Linked DNA regions of Capsicum annuum: region 2 is linked to region 1. A link is a contact called in public Hi-C data. All regions are on one chromosome and are shown on one strand. Each heading gives the region's core, a stretch centred on a gene start, on an enhancer-like site or on the middle of the called end of the contact. The rest is flanking DNA. Distances are from core to core; before and after follow the strand shown. Region 1 overlaps LOC107858446 (a long non-coding RNA gene). Region 2 overlaps LOC107858447 (C-factor).

Region 1 (3,746 bases), core at 281-2,780:
ACATAAATTAAATCGAAAGGCGATAAAGAATAATAAACTCGATTTAGGAGCTTAGGCTCCTAATTTGCGGGACTCCAAAGCTCTGCGATCCTAATGCGGTTGACCCGATGCTTGGGACAAAGACGAGTTCCGATATAGAACTCCAACTCCTGAATTTATATGTAAAAGAAAAAAAAAATTAGAATACCAACTAATTAACCAAGGGGAACACTAAATTGTACCATGGATAATGAGATATGTCATACTCCCTCCATCTCAAAATGAATGACCTACTTTTCTTTTTGACCCATTTCCTTTTTTGGCAATACTTTAATTTCAACTTTCCACATGACATGTTTAAGACCACAAGATTAAAGAGAATTTTGGTACATTTGAGACAACTTTAATTTAAGAACACAAGATTCAAAAATCCTCTTTATTTTCTTAAACGTTGTGTCAAGTCAAAGTATGTCATTCTTTTTTAAATGGAGGGAGTATGTTATTTTTATTGATCTAAACAAGAAACAATTTAACTATATCACCAAGAGAAAAGTTGTCATCAAAGGTTAGATAATTTTCACAGCCATGCGAGCAGCCTCAGAAAAGTCAAAGGGGTCGTTTGGTAGAGTGTATTGAAATGTTAATGCATGCATTAGTTTAATGTGTATTAGTAGTACCTTGTTTGGTATACCTTTTTATCTTATGTATAACTAATGCAAGACTATTGTGTATTGAGACTAATACCTCAAAATTTATGGCATTAGTAATGCAATGGATCTAATGCATGCATTAACATGCTTAAAGAACTATTACCCCTCAAAAAAATTTATGTATCCTTTCCAACATATATATTGAGGGTATTATGTAAAATTAAAAAAAAAATTAAAAATTATGAAATTCATAGTTTTATTAATACATCGAACCAAACATTGCAGAAGAAAAATACAAATATAACTAACACAAGCATTACCAATACGCTATATTTTGCATTATTCTTATACACTCTACCAAACGATCCCTAAGAGAACAACCTATGTGGCTTGGATATTGAAGAAACGAGCTCTACCAAACGATCCCTAAGAGAACAACCTATGTGGCTTGGATATTGAAGAAACGGGGCACACCTTTGAAAGGATATATTTTTTTTTTAATGAAAGAAATATTTATTTCAAGGCAAGTCTTATTAACAAAGTACCAAAATGTCTCAAGGAAATGGCTATCTGGCAAGTTGTGTTTAAAAGATAACATTATAATCCAACAAATTATCAAGACGATGAAAATTACTTCCATATGAATACACGACAAATCTTAAAAAGGGTCGCTAAGTATTTGTATGAAATGTAGGCAAGGTATCAATTAGAAGATGAAAACATTCATTGAACAAAATTCCACTAACTTTTCACAAACCAAATGGCGAGGCCTTGATATCTTTAAACACACACAACTTTTTCCGAGCAACTGGAAGAGGGGATGAGCATATCTCATACTATTATTAAGATCAAGGCATAACTATTTAAAGTGAAAAGAAGGGGGGAGGGGCAGAATACAAGAACCATTGGACGTATATTTTCCAAGAAAACACCCAAACAAAAGGTTAATTTTAGGCGGAAAGGGAAAAATCCAGCCTTCGTCCCACTTGGCAAGAAAGCGAATACTGAAGACGCAACAGGAGAAAAAGGGCTTCTTAAAGCCCGAAGATGTTAAACGTTTACTTCGCAGGTAGACAAAGTAAGATTCCAACACACCCGATTCCTAAATAATTTTGAACGTCATTCAAATATACTCTTGTATCCGGACTTGGATGGTGAGAAACAGAATGCGATGGCTTCATGTTCGATTAACAAACTTGCAGCTATCCTTTACTTTAAAGAAAGAATCATATTCGAAGAGCATGATGGACAAAATATACAAAACAAAGTCGCTATATGGTCTGGGACGGAAATATCTTACGTTTTAGAGCCAGTTTGGATAAGATTGAAAAAATAGCTTTTTAGCATAAGTGATTAAAAGCTTAAAATAAGTGTTTATAAATTAAGCAGATAAATGTTTGGATAGAAGTGTTAAAATTGAAAAAAAGTTGTTGATACGTTTGGTAAACAAGTGATGTTAAATATTTTTTTGTTGTTAAAATGACTTACATATCCTTAAAGTTGTTAACATCACAAAAAAGGTGAATTATTTATAATTTTTAATTTTAAAATAAAATTTTTGAACAAACCTCCAATTAATGATGGATTCGATGAAAACAAAGAAGAAAGATGAAGAGGAAATTAGAGGAAAGAGATGAAGCGAAGCGACAAAGAGAAAAAGAAAAAAAAAACTATATATTTAAGAGCTACAAGTTTAGAATATTGTTGGAATTGGAGGAAAATATAAGGGATAAAAAGATAAATGTTTTGGTCAAACCTAAAAGAATTTTAATCTAAAAAGCAAAAAACTGGGGTACCCAGCTTCTCACTTTTTGATTATTTTAATCAGTTTTTAATTTTTTTTAAGTACTTTTTAGTTTTACCAAACACCTTAAAAGGTTAAAAAAGAGATTAAAAACTGGTTTGATCAGAGTTTAATCCTATCCAAACGGGCTCTTAGTCTCTTAAATAAATAAGCAATGATAGAAACACGCAAACCGTAAATAAAGTCCACCCAGTAGCTATATTTTGTTATCCATGTGTATTTTGGGTACACGAATCTGTATATATATACAACACCAACTTCAACAATAGTTCATGTATAAACAAGAACACCTTTGAAGTTCTTTAACACCTTCAACACAAGATTACTAATAATTTATTCAAGAAGTGTTAGATTTCAGAAGATAGATGAAACATAATTTAAGGCCAAGTCTCCCGACTTCACGGAGTGTCCTTAGGGAATAATTTCCCTCACTGTACTCGAGGTTATGGAATCTTCCTCCCAGGATAAAATGACCTACAATCCGAACAATAGCGGTACCTCAAATTGTCGGATTCTACGAACTCACTCAACAGCTTAATGATCACACAGAGTTTTTGTTAAGTATAAAAGTGTTTTTGTTGTCAAAATTCATATCCATACCTGAGGAAAATAGCAGCTATCTATAGCCTTAAGTGTATCCTTTCAAAAAGGATGCATTGGTTCAGCAGAAAGGCACTTTTCTGTAACAGTCACGTAACTGCGCCAGGACTGCGTCCAAAGAGCGACCGCAGATGACATTTGCAGATTTCAGTGAGCATCTGCGTCCGCAGTTTTTGATCTGCATGAGCAGAGCAGTCGCATTTCGAACAGTGTACCTTTTCTCGAAGGGTCGCATTCCTTCGTGATGTGCGTTGAAATTGCGCCTGAAATGCACCCAAATTTGGAGAAATTTAGATTTTGGAATTTTAGATTAAATTATCACTTGTAAACAAGTTTCAAATAAATTTTGTCTAAAAAATTAGATCTCATCGATCAATCATTTGACAAATCCAAATCCAAATTCGAGCTGAGCGAGTGACGACAGAGCGAGGCATCTCTTATTTGTTGCGTCACCATATAGAGTTAGTTTCTCATTATAAACACTCACAAGTTCTCTTCTCCCACATTGAGTGAACTTTCCAATTTGAGAGTACACTTTCCAAATTGGTGTCTCCCTTCTCTCCTTTATTTTTTCTCCATTTTTCGTTCACATACACCTTGAACCTAACAATCCCCCACATGAATGGGCAAGGACTATTTTTTCAAAAAATTACGGACAAGCATGTGATCATTTAGCAAAAATTGATTGCATCTGGATAAGTAGGTTTCCCTTT
Region 2 (3,696 bases), core at 748-3,247, 52 kb before region 1:
CAATTAACACTCTCTTTCTTTAACTTCTAAGATCAACAACCACTTTTTTCTTCAACAATATATGAAGATGGTGAAGAACTACAAGAACATCAAGAACACAACTTTTTGAATCTTGGAGTTCTCTGGTTCAAGTTGGACCCCACACATCAACAACACATTTTTCAAGCTCCAATTTTCAACAATGAAGATGGTGAAGAACACCAAGAACACAACTTTTTGAATCTTGAAGTTCTATGGTTCAAGTTGGACTCTACACATCAACAACACATTTTTCAAGCTCCAATTTTCAACAACATTAACACAATGTTTTTAGGCCTCCAATCCACAACAACAACACATGTCCAACTCAAATCCACAACAACTATGCCAACAACACACGGCTAAGTTTATGTCCACAACAACAACAATCTTCTAAAATTCAAGAACAACTTGGATTTAGCTCAAAATTTAGATCTAGACTCTATAAGTGTTAGGGAACAAGAACCAAACACTAGAAACAAAAAAAAACACAAGAAATCCGAGACCAAAGTTTCGGCCAAGGTAAAACAAAAGGGGACAGATTTGTTTCTTTTTGGATTTTTCAGTTTTCAACACACTTTTTAATTTATTTTCAAGTTAACAAGACCAAGATTGATTTCGTAGGAACGCAATCAATCTTTGCTCTGATACCAAATGATAACGAACGATCTACGAAATGTTAAAATCAGTCCACAACACAAGACAAACCGAGAGAAACAAATGGAACAACTCACGGCAACAACAACACCAAACCGAGATTAACAAGACAAGATACAAACACAACAATACAATAAGATAAATGGATAGTTAAGATGACCTAAGATCTTACGAAACAATGAGAACCAACACGTATATCAAACGAAGAGACCCTCAAAGTCGCAATAATCAAACACCAATCTTATTTCAGTGACCGCTAAGGGAATCAACTCACCTTCACAACCACCATTTCTAAGCAACGTACACTATCGGCTTTTCCAAGCCCTACACTAAAATGGCTATTCCAAGCCCTAACCTAAAAACTACACTAAGGGTGTTACACTCAAGAGAGAGAGGTCTTTCACATGTTCATCATTCAAAAACTAAGTGAAATAATCCTAACATGTTTTAATTTAAATTCTATTACAAGACAAGACAAAAATGACCACAATGGCCTTAATGACCAAAGGGCGGCCTTGGTGTGTATTTGGACAACATGAAGTGACCAAAATGTCCTTAATGAAGGTCACCAAAACCGTGAGCCATTAAGTGTTGTTCAAAATCTTGAGTCCTCAACTCTTCAATGCTCCAAGCAATCTTCCACACAGGGCCTTGCTTAATGGTATGCTCAAAACGGGTCCTCCATGCATGTTCTTGTATCCTCGAGGTGACTAAGTCTTGATATGTGGCCTTCAAAGATGTCATCAAAAGCTAAGATGGCCATTTGGCTCGTATCAGATATAATTCTGGAAATTTTGCAGTAACAGAGGATTTAATTGCTGATACAGCGTCCTGCCTTTGTTTTTTTCCTTCTTTTTTGTGGTCCAGTTTATCCTTTAGTGAAATTGGTCCATGCTTATCATGTCTTTATGCTGCAGTGACAAAGAGTGTGTCGGTGGAATTTGCGCGTAAGAAGGATCCAATTATCTGCATTTTGTTGCACCCAGGCACAGTGGACACTGATCTCTCTCAACCATTTCAAAGAAATGTTCCAAAAGATAAGCTTTTCACCAAAGAGTTCTCTGTTCAGAAGCTCCTCAGCATCATGAACAATACAAAGAGATCTGATAATGGCAAGTTCTTTGCCTGGGATGGTCAAGAAATTCCTTGGTGATTTTCCCCTGAAATCTAGACACGACGATTGGGTATTTACTTGGTTCCGGTTGATTCCTCCCGGAGATGATATTCTTTTTTTCTTCTTGTTGAGCAGTAGCTTATTTTCTTGTTACCTTTTTATGTCCCTATATGAATATGCGCCAGTTCTAATTAAACCATTAAATAAGAAAAATATTACAGTTCCATTACAAATCGGTCTGGAATTTGAGTGAGAACATACTGAAACAAGAAACTGATTGGTAGTTTCACTTCAATATGTTATTATTAACAACGCTAATATCACCGTCAATTTCCCTTTTGGGAGATTCCTCAAGAAAAAACGGTGAAAGTCCTGTCGAGTTGTTCAACAAGAAGCAGAAACTTGAAATTGGAAGTCTAGGTAATATTTTTCCAAACTTTTAATGATTTATTCGGAGGACTTGAACTGAGTTTTTCGATTTTTTATGGTACTTTCTTCGTGTTACGAAGGAAATAACAGCATGAGAATGAAAGAAAGAAATAATTTTACATCCATTTGGTAGTTTCACGTATGCTTCATAGGTCACATCTATAACCTTGACTTTCATTTATATATAATATGATCTACTTGACTTGTAACTTCCTGTCCTTTAGAATTTGAAGCATGATCGAGTGTTGTTCATGCTCTTCCATACTACGAGAGTATACCAGCTGTAATAGATGAAGTCAATAATGGAAGGATCCAAATACTGTGTGAAGATCCCATTCACTAGTCCATAAAAGTCGTTGGGGAACTGCTCAGGCCAAATTCCATCACTAAAAACTCAAAATGTCCATATTGGATCTGGAGTATTGCCTTGACTAGGAGTGTTCGTGGTCCGATTTGAATTGGTTTTTGGTTAAAATAAAAGGAACACCAATTTAGTCGTTTTAAATTTCTAACTCAAATCAAAATAAAATAAAAATCATCTGTTGGTTCTGGTCGGTTGGTTTGATTTTTCAATTTATTTAACTAATGATAAATTGATAATTGTAAAATAATCGATATATGTGGCAACTATTTCAAATGAACATTAGGAATCGATAAATTTCTCTCTACTATTACAAGATGAATATATCTCGATCTTTTATTATTTTTCAACACTATTTCGAAGCTTTAGCATGTTTAAGTTGCGTAATTGTAGAGGTTACTCCACTTCACATGTTTAACATCCACATAAGTAATGTACAACTTTGAATAGAATGGTCAACAATTCAAAACTCAAAAGGCAAACCATTTAAGAGTAGATGGATGTCTTAACAAAGAAGGATAAACACGGGCAACACATCACACCATATATAGATAATTAAAGTAGACCATAATATACCTCAAGGCCGAAAAACAAACTCAAACTATCACAGAGTCGCCTTTCCCTTTCATACGACCCCAAATCGCTGCCATGTAGAGCGATTTGAGATGAAAAACCCAGAAGAATTATCTCCAAGGCTTCAAAAATGATTGAGGTTTGTGTGAAAATGACGGAAAAATTGAAGATGAGAATTATATATTGCCTAGGGGTCTTTCTTGGCGGTTGCGAGGACTCGTTGCGATCACGGGATCACAATGGTTTTGGCTATTGTGAACTCGATGGGATCCTTTTTTGTGAATGCAAAGGTTCGTGAAGTTCGTGTATTATTCGAAATTCCATGAATGCAAATTGAATATGCTATCCTACTGAAAATGGCATTCCAGACTCAATGTAATCAATGAAACGACCAATTGAGGTCGTTTGGATGAAATATTGACCAAATTCAATATTTTTTCAAAAATTACATATATTCAATTATGTGTCCAAAATGATCTAAAGTATCAAGATCCGAACCAAAGGTCCCCTAATCCAAAATCGAAAGTTAAGAAGCTGTCAAAAT

Evidence for each region. A called contact is a pair of places that touch in the nucleus more often than the background predicts.
Region 2: a contact with region 1 is called in a Hi-C map of leaf, with 2.5 times the contacts expected there. The contact joins two enhancer-like sites. A contact is called at or near these places in 3 of 5 Hi-C or Micro-C datasets (leaf, pericarp and placenta).

What each region holds. Positions count from the first base shown.
Region 1 is chr2:19,043,130-19,046,875 of UCD10Xv1.1, reverse strand. It overlaps LOC107858446 (a long non-coding RNA gene), which reads right to left. Exons shown (of 2, transcript XR_001670989.2): 2 at 1-149. Among protein-coding and RNA genes, the nearest start is that of LOC107858446, 10 kb to the right of the region's middle. Within about 2 kb of position 1,530, at least 4 of the 5 cell types and tissues checked have an H3K27ac peak or open chromatin away from gene starts, as enhancers often do. A contact at or near this core is called in leaf, where this site is marked.
Region 2 is chr2:19,095,857-19,099,552 of UCD10Xv1.1, reverse strand. LOC107858447 (C-factor) reads left to right here. Exons shown (of 6, transcript XM_016703106.2): 6 at 1,593-2,022. The coding sequence ends at 1,828. Among protein-coding and RNA genes, the nearest start is that of LOC107858447, 35 kb to the left of the region's middle. Within about 2 kb of position 1,997, at least 4 of the 5 cell types and tissues checked have an H3K27ac peak or open chromatin away from gene starts, as enhancers often do. A contact at or near this core is called in leaf, where this site is marked.